Linked DNA regions of Mus musculus: region 1 is linked to region 2. The links are chromatin contacts, called in public Hi-C maps. All regions are on one chromosome and are shown on one strand. Each heading gives the region's core, a stretch centred on a gene start, on an enhancer-like site or on the middle of the called end of the contact. The rest is flanking DNA. Distances are from core to core; before and after follow the strand shown. Region 1 has its middle 27 kb from the start of Crhr1. Region 2 has its middle 28 kb from the start of Gm35420.

Region 1 (7,058 bases), core at 1,185-3,684, 100 kb before region 2:
ATCAAGAATCACTTTCAGGCCCCCAGGCAATGGCTTCTTATGAAACAAGCCCCAGACCCTTTAGGCAGAGTGGGCCCTTCTGTCTCCTACCTCCTTGCATAACCAGCCACTCGGGTCAGCCTCACCATTTCCCTGTCTCTGACACCCCTCACCACGAGGCCATTTTCACAGCTCAGAACAATGTCTCCTCCTATGCATGGTTTGTACCCCATGAGGCAGTCAAAAGTGTGGACTGTGGACCACATGACTGCCAGGCCAGCTCTGCTCACTGCTGAGCTGTGTGGCCTCAGTGAAGTCGCCCATGAGCCCCACTTTCCCTGAAAAGGGCATGATAATAACCACACACCACATTACAGGGAAGCTGTGAGCAGTGACCGTGAGTCCAGGGAACTGGTTTGCTGTGAGGCAAGGGCGTGCTAAGTAGCTGATAGCAGTGGCCCCTGTTCCTTGACAGAGAAACCCCTCAGAATGTTACCTAGGCCTTCTTTCTTTTCATGGTGTGTGTGTGTGTGTGTGTGTGTGTGAGACTGTGGGGGAGCATGTGCACACAAATGCACACACATATGTGTACATGTCCACATCCTCCCGTCCCTAACTCCTGTTCTGTGTTGCCTAGATCCCTCCTGTCCCTCAGTTCCTTTGCTGTTCTTTTGCTTGGGAGGAGGAACAGAAGGTGAGGAAGAGGGGGAAAGGGAGACGAGAGGGCAGGAAAGACGTGGTGGTGGGGGGGAGCACAGGAGGGTGAAGAAGAGGGGGGAGAAAGAGAAATGTGGAAGGGGAGGAGGGAGAAGGAAAGAAGAGAAGGGAGAGGAAGGAGAATGGAGACAGGCAGTTTGTGAAGGAGAGTCAGGGATGGAAGACCGCAGAGGAGCACTGCAGTTCCCCCAGGAAACCTCCTCAACCCAACAGTTCCTCTCTTTATCTATCCTCTAACAGAAAACGTTCTCAGACTTGCTGCAAACCTGCAGAGTCAGACTTTCCTTTGTAAAACATTGAGTTGCACGTGTAGTTATATACGTAAGCATGTGTGCACGGATGCGCACACAGGTGCATGTCACAGCCTGTGTCTGAAGGTCAGAGGACAGCTTAGGGCTGTGGTTCTTGTTCCTGGGGAGGGGACTTGGGTTGTCAGGATTGGTGGTAAGTGTCTTTTTGCACTGTGCAGTATTGCAGGCCCAGGACCAGAAATGATAGCGAAGAGGAACCTGAAATCTCTTGAAGGATCCAATGTGATCATCCAGGCCTTGGGATCCACTCATTTACACACAGTGGAGAGAGCCTGTTGCGTATTCAGCCCTGAGCTCACATTTCTGAGCAGCCTTCGCTGAGTGAGTTAGCCTCTCTGACCCGCATACTGGCATCTGTCTTGAGACAGTGAGATTTACTTTGGTGCACAGTCAGCATTTAGCATAGTGTCAGGCATATCCAGACCCCAACGAACAGGGAGCTGACCTGCAGCGATCGCTACATCATTAATTATTAGCATTATCACTGTGCGCTTTGGCACAGCCCACTCCGAGGACTGCAGCTCTGTGGGGTTTGTTTCTGGCCTCTGGTTCCGAAACTGGGCACTGGAAGAGGGTGTCTCAAGTTGAAAGTCAGCTAGATAAAAGGCAGCAATGGGGCTATTTGCTGGATGCTGGGCTCAGTGAGAGTCAAAGCTCTGGGGAAACCAGTGAGATGAAAGCAGATCTGAGCGCCGTAATAACATTACCCAGACACAGCAGCATCTGCTAAACTCTCTTGCTCACTCCCCCCAGGAGACTCCAGACACAGACACTCCAAAGAGGCTGCAAAAAGCCTTGGGACAAGGAAGGCACCATGGGGAGGGGCCAACATGACATGCAGCTGGTGTCCCTTTAGAGCCACTCCTGAGCAGGTCCTGGGGAGAAGCTACATCTATCTCAGTGAGTGTCAGGACTTGGTGCCAATGTGGTCTCCTTCTAGGTGGGCTCAGGGCTTCCCTGAATATCCCTGTCTCTCAGGCAGCTCCCAGCCCTGCTGTGACCTGCTGTTCATGTGCAGAGAACAGTGACATAGGCACCCCATCCTGCTCTCAATCCTGCATAAGCCACACTTCAGTCTTTCCTGTTCCTCAAAGCCACCAGAAGACTCTGACCCCAGGGCCTTTGCACTAACTGCTCAGTCTTCAGATCTTCGAATTCCCCTGTCCAAAGAAAACCACTTGACTGGCCTCTCTCCTCCAAACCTACCTGTGTCTTCTATAGCATATACGCAACGTGGAACCATCTTGCTGATTCACAATTAACTCCCTCATTACCTGCCTCCTCTGGCAGGAACGTAGCTCCCATGCAGGCATGACTATCTGTGTCATTTACCCTCTTATCTCTTGAACCCAGCATAGCTTCCAGTGCCAATGAGAGCTCCATGCAGACTGTTGAATTTTAATTTTCTCCTCATCTTGAGCCTTAGCAGCTGGCACAGTGCCAGGAACCCGAGCGCTGCTTAAAGCATGCTGCTTAGTGAATAAATTATACCCTCCAGCCCCTTCAGAACTGGCTCCTTCCCAGGAAACCTTCACTACAGTCTTAGAGCTAGAACCTGGCTTATTTGACAACATTTATTGAACAGCTATTTAGTTCCAGTTTCTAAGCTGGGTTCAGGGGCTGCTGTGGGGTTTGTTTCTGGCCTCAGTTAGAGGAGGGGAGGATTTCTCAGCAAGGTTAGAGGAGGGGTTCCCATGGAGGTATTATGCTCACGGAACTTCTATCCTTCATCTCAAGCCTTCTCTTAGATCCTGGGGTGTTGTAGCATGCCCAGCAATGTGGTTCAAAGTGTGGGTTTTATAGGTTTGTTGCCTGGCTTTGGTTGTTGGAGGAGGAGGTGGAGAAAATCGCTCTACTCAGGCAGGATCAAAGCTGGGGTTCAGACAACACCTCTCTCCAGCCTTGTCCCTCTGCTTCCGCCCACCTGCCATCCAGACAGCCCATAATCAGACTCCTTCATTATGAAGACTGATGTGGCCCAGACAGGGATCTGAGCGCGCTGGCTACAGCTGACTTTAATGGGGGAGGGGAGTGGTAGCACTCACAGAAACCAGAGTGACAGGGTTCTGCCTCTGTGCCTATCAGTTAGGCTGAAGCCAAAGATTCCTAGGAGAACCTGGTAGGTGGGACAACCAGCCAAATTAGCTGTCTAGAGCCCCAAGGGTGGGCTTTGAAGCATGAGAAGCAATCCCAGAAACGAGGCCAGGCCAGGAGGCCAGGAGGAAGAAGGAAGGGGCCAGAAAAGATGAGAGCTTTCTCTACCCAACAAGGGAGTCCTAGAAGTGTCCAGTGTAGGACTCCAGCTGTGGCGTGCTGAGGAGCCAGAAGGAATCCTAAATACAAGTTATGGCTTCTAAAATACTGCTCTCCAACTGTGGGGATCAACCCTGCTCCAGATCTCCAGGACACAGCCAATCCCCCCCTTGTGCTCACTAAAGCTGACTCTTCCTGTCCCAGGGCCAGCACACTCCTGACAACTGGAGTGTCAGCTTGTGGGGACGGCTAACTCGCCTAAGCTCGGAGTCCCCTTCTGTTTCTGTTCTCCCAGCGCACTGGCCAGCAGCCTCTGAGGACAGGGAGAAAGAAGGCTACTGCCTGCAAATGAGAAATCTCTTTCCAGAAAGTGAGGCAGGATCCCTAGGAGTTTTGTGGTCGGCAGGCCAGCTCCTCCCATTCAAGGAACTCAGGCACAGAGAATGTGTCACCTGCCTAAGGGTAGTATCAGAATCTGGGTTTTCTAGAAGCATCCACAAAAGGCCGGGCAGTGCCCAGTTCTCAGCAGGGCTTCAGGTATACCAGCTGCATAACTGAGTGGCTCAGCGGGCGAACTCCTGCCTGAATGGGTAGATAGATGGCTGACACAGTGTTTACTTTTCTTTGCTTCTTGGGCTTCCGGAGTCAGACCCCAGGACTTCATGTATATCGGGCAGTGCTCTACCACAAAGCTGTACCCCAGCCCGAGTTGTGTCATGATGTCTTTAGAAAAGAAACTAGCATGCCCCCCCCCTCAATGTTCCGTGGTGTGGTTAGCTCTGCAAACCACACCTCCGCTATTTGTGAATAAACCAGACAGTCAATCAGTCACCATCTCGAAATACACAACACTACCTCACAGCGACCAAATTGGCTGTGGGAACAGCAAACCACGTTGCAGGACAATTTAATTTCTCTTCACTGATGGAGTGATGGGCACTCTGAGCCAGGGGCGTGAAGGAAGCTGTCATCGATCTTGATTTCAGGGCGGCTGTGGTTTCCGTCTTACATGACAGTCTCATCAGCTTGTTGTGGAAGCGCTGTCTGTTTCAGCCTTCCTGGGGGATGCAGGTGGAGGGGACAACCTGAAGCCCTGTCCTCATGTCAACTCTTTGTGGGATTACTGAACCTTTACTCAGACATCCATCAGCGTGTCTTCATGCAGTCTCTGCCTGCATGTCTGTGTTCACCTCCAGGAATCTGCTGGGGATGAGATGCAACACACACACACACACGGACACACGGACACACAGACACACGGACACATAGATAGAGAGGCTCTGCAAACACCCACATGCATCGGGTCGGTCACAGCAAAGGTAGCATACCAATAGCCGCCATCCATAAAGGGTCCAGGGAGTGAACCTGAGGGGTGGGGAGAGAGATAGGGCTGGCCTGTAATATGGCTCACACTTGATCAGAGACAGAAGTAAATGAGTCTATGAGAAACCGGAACTGGACCCAGGCATATATAGCATTTTAAATTTTCTAGCAACTTCCTTAAAAACAGGAAGAACCTGGACGTGGTGGTGGCTCATGTCTGTAAACTCAGCACTTAAGAGGCTGAGACAGGAGGATCGCTGTGAGTTCCAGACCAGTGTGGGCTATGTGTAGCATCTGGTGGCCGGTGAGGGCATGCCCACTGTCACAGAGCTGCTGAAGGCAGGCTGAGGGTGCACACAGTTCTTGAACATGGGCAGTTCCTAACACGAAATCTTTTTTAAAAACCTAATGACGAAAACACTTTTAATCCCAGCGCTAGGGCAGTTGAGGCAGGAGGATCTCTGTGAGTTCCAGGCCAGCCTGGTCCACGACATAGTGAGTTAGTTCCAGGACAGCCAGGGCTACATATTGAGATAAAAGTCAAGCAAACACCCACCATCACCACCACCGCTACCCCAACACCAAACCAACATAAAACAAAAACCAGTGAGTATTTCATGCTTCCATTACTCCTTCATGTGAATGCCAAATTCAGATACCATGTTTCTACCCAGGCTTGCCTTCAGATTTCATAAAAGTTACCGTTCCGAAAATTTATACAAACTGTTGGGAAAAGTTTGAAATTTTTCCAAGAAGGGAAAGGAGACAGCAGTTTTAGGATTTCCGTCTACATAAGTTCAGTTCAGAATTCACTCCCTGATTGGCAGTGCTCGCATGAAATCCTCTGGGGGCTTCGAGACAGCTGGATATCAAACAAGCAGGGGGACGGGAGGCTCTGGTCAAGTAGCAGGCAGGCCACCTTTGATGCTCAGGTGGGGTCCAGGCTTAGAGCCACCAGGACAGGAGGGGCTTCATCCTCCCCCCCGCAATAGAAGCTTCTAAAGTCTGTGTGCTAGTGAGTGCTGGGATATGGGAGATTTCAGAATACTGAAAGTTAGCAAGGAGAGACGAGGGCAGCGGTGAGGAGGTGACAAGCCAGTTGAGCCAAGGGGATGAAGGGAATACAGGGGATACAGGGGTCGGGATGATGCCAAGAAATGAAGAGGTTTTGATAGCAGCTGCACAGTGGATGGGGAGGGCAGAAGAGGCTGTGAACCCCAGTGGCTGCCTGGATTTCTTCTCTGCTCAGGGATACCATAGCACCTCTCCTAGGAGGCCCTCCGCTTTGCTTCATGTTCTGGCCTTACAATGCCAGCTGTGTTAGAGAGTGCCATTGTTCCCCGAGGAAAGTGAAAAAAAAAAAAAAAAAAAACCAAAAACAAAAAAACAAAAAGAAAAGATAAGGTACATTAGAGGGGGAGGGGACAGTGAATGAGGAGGGACTTGTCACATCTTAGTTAGATGCTCTGAACAGATTTGCAGTAGGAGGCCCTGGCTGCTGAAAGGGGGAAGGGCCTGAGCACGTTCCAGAAGGCATGGGGCAAATGCTGCGATGGAGGAGCTGATTGCAGCGGCTCCCAGGGCAGGGGCTCTCCAGGGCTCGGTCTCTTTCATGGCTCCACAAAGAACCTTTTCTTCCTCGCCGGCTGTGCTAAATAATCACAACCCTGGACTTTCTTGCCCCAATTTCTTGAGCCGCTTCAAGTGTCACCTGGTTACCAATAAAATTCATACCTGGAATAGTGTCTCTGACCTCAGCTAGTCTGCAGCACATCGCGTGGCCCCTGGCTTGTTTTGGAATGTGATGAAAACCTCAGACTCTGGAAACCCCGGTTTCTCATACACAACGGGTGGAACTTTGTGAAATAAACAGTTCTTCTCCCCCACCCCGCCCCATGAACACCACGGTTAATTGGAAGAAAAAGACACTGTCCAGATGAATTGTGGGAGCTCTCATGGGCTTTTGGCCACCATCTCAAGGGATTCTGGGTCCTAGAGAATCAGGCAATATAGTGGAGCCTGGACAGGATTTGAATCCCAGTTGAGACCACTCTGTCTGTACTGGGAGGCCCAAACGGGGTCTATGAGGAGCTTGAACTACTGTTCCCAGCCCTGAAATGGATAGCGGAGCCCTCCATGTTGAGGATCCTGTTCTTATATTCAGAAGGGCTGGCCCTCCAAAGGCATTTGAAACACAACAGCTCTGCCTCCCGACTCCACACACTCAAGTTGAAGGCTGTCGGGAACAAGTGCATTCGACTGCACAACCCTGCTCCAAAAGGCTAAGGAGGTACCATCTAATAGTATGGGTCCTACCCTCACCCTTTAAGGCCTGAGAGCGCCAGGAGTTTCATTGGGTCCTCAAAGAACCTTGGTAGGGGACCACCATCAATGCTCTCATTTTACAAATCAAGGAAGCAAGATTCGGGGTGGAGAGTTTGTGCAGACCTGTGGGCAGGAGAGCTGGGATTCAAA
Region 2 (6,669 bases), core at 475-2,974:
TACCTGCTTAACTAGCCCCAAACTCATGGCAATCCCCCTGCTGCCGCCTCCTGGTTATTGTGCCCAGCTAGTCACTGAATTTCACTGTTCACTTGTGACTGTAGCATCTGACTACAACCCACCCTGACTAATATAACTGGTACCTTTGTCCACTCATCCCCAGCTACCCTTAAGTTTACCTTTCCATGGGAGCTTAGACGTTGATACGAGCATGATACCAAGGTAGATCTCACTTTAAGGAACCTGGGTTCGAATGAATCACTCCACCGTCCCAGAGTCTCCGAGTCTCCCAGTTACAGAGTAGTATCAACTCTTTCCAATTCTCTCTAGGTCAAAGATCTATTCCCCCAATCAACTCCTGTCCCTTCTCAGGATTTTCTTCCATTTTCTGACAGTATTTTCTTTTTTTCTTTTCCTTTTTCTTTTTCTTTTTCTTTTTCTTTTTCTTTTTCTTTTTCTTTTTCGAGACAGGGTTTCTCTGTATAGCCCTGGCTGTCCTGGAACTCACTCTGTAGACCAAGCTGGCCTCGAACTCAGAAATCCACCTGCCTCTGCCTCCCAAGTGCTGGGATTAAAGGCGTGCGCCACCACGCCCGGCCTGACAGTATTTTCAATGGAAAAAAAAATCTTTTCTGTGTATGACTGTTTTGCCTGCGTGTTATCTGTATACCATGTGCACGCCTGGTATCTGTGGAGACCAGAAAAGGGCCCTGGATCCCCTGGAACTGGAGTTCCACACTGTTGTAAGCCACCATGCAGATGCTGGGAGTCAAAACCTGGTCCTCTACAGGAGCAGCCAGTGTTTTTCACCACTGAGCCATCTCTCCAGGCTCACTTTAAAAATATTTTATTTTTTAATTATGTGTATGTGGGTTGGTAGGGGGTAGATATGTGCACATGACTGTGCGTACCTGCAGAGGCCAGAGGCACTGGACCACGCTGGAGCTGGACTTACAGGTGGTTGTAAGCAACCGTCCATGGCTGCTCGAAATTGAACTTGGGTCTTCTGGAAGAACAGTATTTGCTCTTAACAACTAAGTCATTTCTTTAAAATCTTTTGTTTTGTTTTTCTAAGAATTAGTGTAGGTCTGGAGAAGTGGCTCAGAGGCTAAGAATGAGTAGTGTCCTCTTACAGAGAGCCTGGTTTCTGTCCCCAGCAGCCATGATGGATGGCTCACAACTGCCTGTAACTTGGCTCTGCGTGAGTCAAAGCCTCTGGCCTCCTTAGACACCTGTATTTACATATAAATACCCACATGGAGACAGAGCCACATAATTAAATAAAATACATCTGTGTGGAAGCATATGTCTTTTATCCCATCACTCGGGAGGCAAAAGATATGGGTCTGTGAGTTCCAGACCAGCCAGTGAAACTTTGTCCCAGAAAAACAAAGCAAACAAACAAAAACAAAAAAACTTAGTAACTTAACATTTGAGAAGTCGTTGCTGCCCAGCTTTGTACAATACAGAGTAAGCGAAGTCTCCCGCTTCCTATTTTGTGTTGCAAAACAACAATGTAGATTTAAGTTTCTAATCTTTCAAAACAGCAGGGAGCTGGTGCCCGGCTCTAGCCAGGAAGAGCTAATACTGGAAAGACCAAAGATAACAAGGGCAGTGGAAGATATAGAGATAAAGGGAAGGCTTGTGCACTGTTGCTGGGAGCGTAAATTAGCACAGCCATATGGGAAACAATATGGAGTTTCCTAAAATAAATAAATAAAAATAGGCAGTGGCTTATGGAGCTACCGCCACGTAGCTGTGCTAACCCCGCCCACTCTTCTTGCTCAGAAAAGCATTAGCCTTCCTTTTTCTTTTGGATATCGCCATAGCCTGGACATGCTTTCGAAGACACTCTGGGCTGGCTCTCTTTTCCTCTGAAGCTTCTGAAACTACTCATCTTCTGCCACGTTGGCTGCTTATGAAACAGCCGATCTTCTCACATCTTCCTCCTCTGGGGAGCTTTGGAGATTCACGTATTTACCTGCCTTGGGGTTTTCTTTTAAACCCTAATAAAAGTGTCCCCAAACTTCAAAACCAAATTAATGAAGTGAATTACAAATAAGCCAAGTTCGGTGCACAGTCCTATGATCCTAGTACTTTTGAGAAGTGGGAGCAAGGAGAGGCACATATTTCAGGTCGGTCTGGGTACGTGGCAAGATTCTGTTTCAAAAGACTAAGGACAGGGCTCAGAGGTATAGTGACCTCAGCGCTGGGGATGCAGAGAGAGTCTCAGAAACTAACACAGAGACACCTGAAGTAGACACTCAACATCAAGCTTTGTGTGCACACACACACACACAGAGTTGATCTCATGGAAGTCTAGAGTAAGAATACTGGTTTCCAGGTACTGGGGAGAGAAGCAATGAGGTGAGCCATGGTTGTAAAATTACAGTAGATACAAGGGAGAAGTTCTGGAGGGCAGTGTCACAGAAGGGTGAAGGAGATCGTGTAATATCAAAAATATCTAGAGAATAAAAAGATCTGGCATATTTTCAGCATTAAGCAACAATGTGTCAGGAGCTACACTGAACTTGATTTAAGCAAAAATGCATGTGTATAGAAACATCCCAAGGAACCCCAAGAATGTGTCTAATTTTTATGGGGTTTTTTTTGCGCATTATCTTACAAAAAAATTTAATTCATGTTTTAAAATTCTTAAGTCTTTGACCTCCATATTTCAAAGGTGGCAAATCAAATACATGAATGTCTTGTTTCTTGCAGAAACCCTACTAAAATGTGACTTAGGCGAGGGAATCAAAGGAGATGGAAGGGATGTGTCCACAAGAAAAAAGGAATTGGGGGGGGGGGGATTTCCAGCACAAGATCAAAGCTGTCAAGAGAGTTTTGAAGCTGGGAAGCAGGGGGAGGCCTCATGGGCACTGAGGCATTGGAAGACCATGTGCCCACCCAGGATGTGAGTGAGGATGGAGCCAAGACAAGCTGTGGAATCTTGGCACGGCCTGAAATCTCAGGTACTGGGCACTGCAGAGACAGGAAGGAGATGTACCAAGGAAAACCTGGGTGACGTGCTGACGTTGGTATGAGGAGCCACCTCACATCTGTCATCTTAGCACTTGGGAGCTGGGGGCAGGAAGCTCAGGTGTTCACGGCCATTCTTGGCTACATAAAGAGTTCAAGGCCATTTGAGATTTTCTGAGTCAATCAAAAGAAAAAAGTCGGACACCCCAAGTTCCCACCTACACTCAGTTAAAATCCCTTTTCCAGCCATGTTGAAATACACAGTAAATTATTGCTAACGCTGGTACCGAGCTGTGCTATAGGACATCAGAACCTTTTCTCCTCTCCTATTTCCTACCCAACGTCCCCAGGTACATAAAATAGCCCTGGACAAGACTCGCTGCTGCTGACACTGGGGATCCCCTGCCCCCAAAGAAGTGGCCAGGTCCTCTGGCTCTGCGAGTGAAACGTACAATGGCAGCTGACAACCATGCAGAGTCCACTTGACTTCATTCAGTTTGTCTCTCTACATCACTCCTGGTGCTACAGAGCACAGCCAAGAGCCCGAAGAGCATCTCCAACAGAAAAGACGGATGCCAGGTCAGCAATAATGACCAGCACAGAGAGAAACTTGAACCGAAAATGCCGCAAGATTGGTCAGTAATAGCTGTGGAAGGATAAAAAAACGTCAAGAGGAGATGTGTCACCCATGAGCCTAAACAAAAGAGAAAGGACTCGTTCAAATCAGGATGTGGTAAAGGGTACTCATCTCTGAAAATTTACTTAAAATAACAAACAAAAAAAACCTACTGAATTAGCTGAGGAGATGACTCGACAAAATACTTGCAAGCACAGGGACCTACGTTCAATATCCAGAATGCACTTTAAAAAAAAAAAAAAAAAAAAAAACACCTGGGCTTTACGTTTTAATGGTGTTAAACACCAGAGAGGTAGAGGCGCTCACTGGGCAGCTGGTTAGCCTTACTTAGTCATGCTCCAATGACAGACCTTGTCTCAAAATAGATGTGGGTGCTGCCTAATATACGTTCCATTAGCAATTTGTTGCATGCGGTTTGAGCTCACTGAGCAGCTGCCTCTGAAAGCAGAAGTGCCCCGCCCCCTTTTAGATACAAGGATGTTGGTCTAAGGGTGTCCTGCACGGACATGGACTGGCCCCCCAACTCTGAATGGGGATGAAATAGAACAGCAACAACCCAAGAGGGAAACCCCAGGGTTCTGACACCCAGCTAGAAGGGGAACCATTCTCAATAGAGGTCGCTGTGCTCAACCCGTGGTACAAAAAGGACTCAAGCATGGGAAGAGAAGCAGGAAGTTCAGCCTTGGAGGGAAAGCTCTCAGCCAGGAGCACCCCAGATGACTGCCTCAACTTCCCCAGTCGGTATCTGCTAGATGTTATGAGCTTCCCATTTCGGCTATCACTTCTATCTGCTGTTATTTGTTCTTTTACTTGGATGTGTCACCCAAGGGGACCCTGATCTGCCCGGGACTCTCTCTATCAGAAACTCCAGACAACTGACTCAAAGGGGCTTCTTTAGTTGATTTCTACTGGATGCACTGAGTACCCAAAGGATGTTTTTCTGTCTATCTACCTATCTGTCTTAGTCAGGGTTTCTATTCCTGCACAAACAACATGACCAAGAAGCAAGTTGGGGAGGAAAGGATTTATTCAGCTTACACTTCCATACTGCTGTTCATCACCAAGGAAGAAGTCAGGACTGGAACTCAAGCAGGTCAGGAAGCAGGAGCTGATGCAGAGACCATCGAGGGATGTTACTTACTGGCTTGCTTCCCCTGGTATGCTCAGCTTGCTCTCTTATAGAACCCAGGACTACCAGCCCAGGGATAACACCACCCACAATGGGCTAGACCTTCCACCCCTTGATCACTAATTGAGAAAATGCCCACAGCTGGATCTCATGGAAGCATTTCCTCAAAGGAGTCTTCTTTCTCTGTGATAACTTCATCTTGTGTCAAGTTGACACAAAACCAGCCAGTACACTATCCACTCCTACATCCATTCATCTGCTGCCTGCTATCTATTGTTTTACTTCAGTTAGCTGTATACTTTATAAACTCACTTGTTCAAAACTAAAAATAAGGCCATCATAGAACATTCTCCAGACTTTGCAGAACATGGTGCCTAAAGAATAATACCTAAGGTTGTCAAGATTGTCCTCTGGCGCCGGGCGTGGTGACGCACGCCTTTAATCCCAGCACTCGGGAGGCAGAGGCAGGCGGATTTCTGAGTTCGAGGCCAGCCTGGTCTACAAAGTGAGTTCCAGGACAGCCAGGGCTACACAGAGAAACCCTGTCTTGAAAAACCAAAAATAAAAAAAGATTGTCCTCTGGCCTATACACACACGAGAGAGAGAGATGCTCGTACATAAGCAAGCACAAGTGCACATCTCTGTCTGCTCTCTTATGGCCTCTTTGACATTCTCTCCTCAGCACCACCATCATCTCTGACATTGTCCTCCTTCCTTCCCCTCACCCCCTGTATCCCTTCCAGTCTCCCCTGCTGTCTCTCCCTAACTGGCCACACACAAGGCAGGGCTTTTCATTTCTTCATTTATGAAATCATTTTCTGTTCTCCGCTCTCCATGTTAAGAGCAAAAACAAGCGGAACACTTTGTTTCTGCATGGCAAAATCAAATTACAATGCTTTTGTGCTTTTCCCTCGGTGGCCTCTGAGGTGCCTCCCTGGATTTCTGCCTGGTAAGCCCTGTGTCCCTCCTTCTCCAATGGGAGTAATTTAAGATATGTAGGTTGTCTCAAATGGGAATAATAGGCTTGGTTAGTTGGAGCTCAAACTCACCATTGAAAGATCAATCTAAGCTGGTCTTGTCTACTTATTAGAAAGTGGGAGGGGGAGTTTAGATCTTTGGAATCCAAAAATCCAATCATTGTTCTAGAAAGCCTTCTATCCAGCTGGTAGTCTATAAACACCATTACCCTTCCAAGCACGTCCGGGACTCTATGCCAAGCCTCTAAAAGAAGATACTATCAAAACATGAGCAGAGGTAATGGTGGCCACACCTGCCAACCATGTGGAGAAATCGGCCAGCTATTTGGGTATGCATCAAGAACACACTCTCTGTGGGGTGGGAGGATAAATACTTAAACAAGTTGTAATCTTTCTTTGTCCCCCTCCCTCCATCCCTCCATCCCTCCATCTCTCCTCCATTTTCTTGAGGCCAGAAATCTAGCTCAGGCAGGCCTAGAAATCACTATGTAACCCAGGCCAGCACCAAGTTTATAGTGATTGTCCTGTCTCTGCCTCCTGACTGCTGGAATTCAGGCATGTTCTGCCATCTTAGCTTTGAATAATGACCTTTCAGTGTGACAGCAGTGGTGAGAAACGTGACAGATGGCATCAGAGCCGCTCTGTCCTGGAGCATTGAAGAAGCAAGGCAGCCGGGACACTGGCGATAGATGAAGGCAGTGGGAGGTAGGGAAGGGCAGGCTCTGCAGAGGAACAGCATGCACGGGGCACTGGGATGTCTAAGGATGTTCCTTTGTGGGTCTCAGGGATGTGACATGATTGGGGGTTTATCCTACTCCACCACAGAGCTTCCCAAGCCCTTATGACTCCTGTCCCTACAGTGTTTGGCCCAGAATCTGTCCTTGGCTCCCTAATTAAGGAATTTTGGGATGTGACAGCTCTTCCAGCAACCACCAGCCCCAGGCTTG

The links. A called contact is a pair of places that touch in the nucleus more often than the background predicts.
Region 1: a Hi-C map of the N1E-115 cell line shows a contact between it and region 2, with 4 times the contacts expected there. The contact joins two enhancer-like sites. A contact is called at or near these places in 1 of 15 datasets of contacts at CTCF or cohesin (pro-B cells), 8 of 484 Hi-C or Micro-C datasets (the N1E-115 cell line, cerebral cortex, embryonic stem cells and 5 more), 4 of 115 datasets of contacts at active chromatin or transcription factors (bone marrow-derived macrophages, embryonic stem cells and large pre-B cells) and 1 of 9 other capture datasets (bone marrow-derived macrophages).

The regions. Positions count from the first base shown.
Region 1 is chr11:104,101,882-104,108,939 of GRCm38.p6, reverse strand. No RefSeq gene overlaps it. Among named protein-coding and RNA genes, the nearest start is that of Crhr1, 27 kb to the left of the region's middle. Within about 2 kb of position 2,434, at least 19 of the 459 cell types and tissues checked have an H3K27ac peak or open chromatin away from gene starts, as enhancers often do. A contact at or near this core is called in the N1E-115 cell line, where this site is marked.
Region 2 is chr11:103,998,661-104,005,329 of GRCm38.p6, reverse strand. No RefSeq gene overlaps it. Among named protein-coding and RNA genes, the nearest start is that of Gm35420, 28 kb to the left of the region's middle. Within about 2 kb of position 1,724, at least 12 of the 459 cell types and tissues checked have an H3K27ac peak or open chromatin away from gene starts, as enhancers often do. A contact at or near this core is called in the N1E-115 cell line, where this site is marked.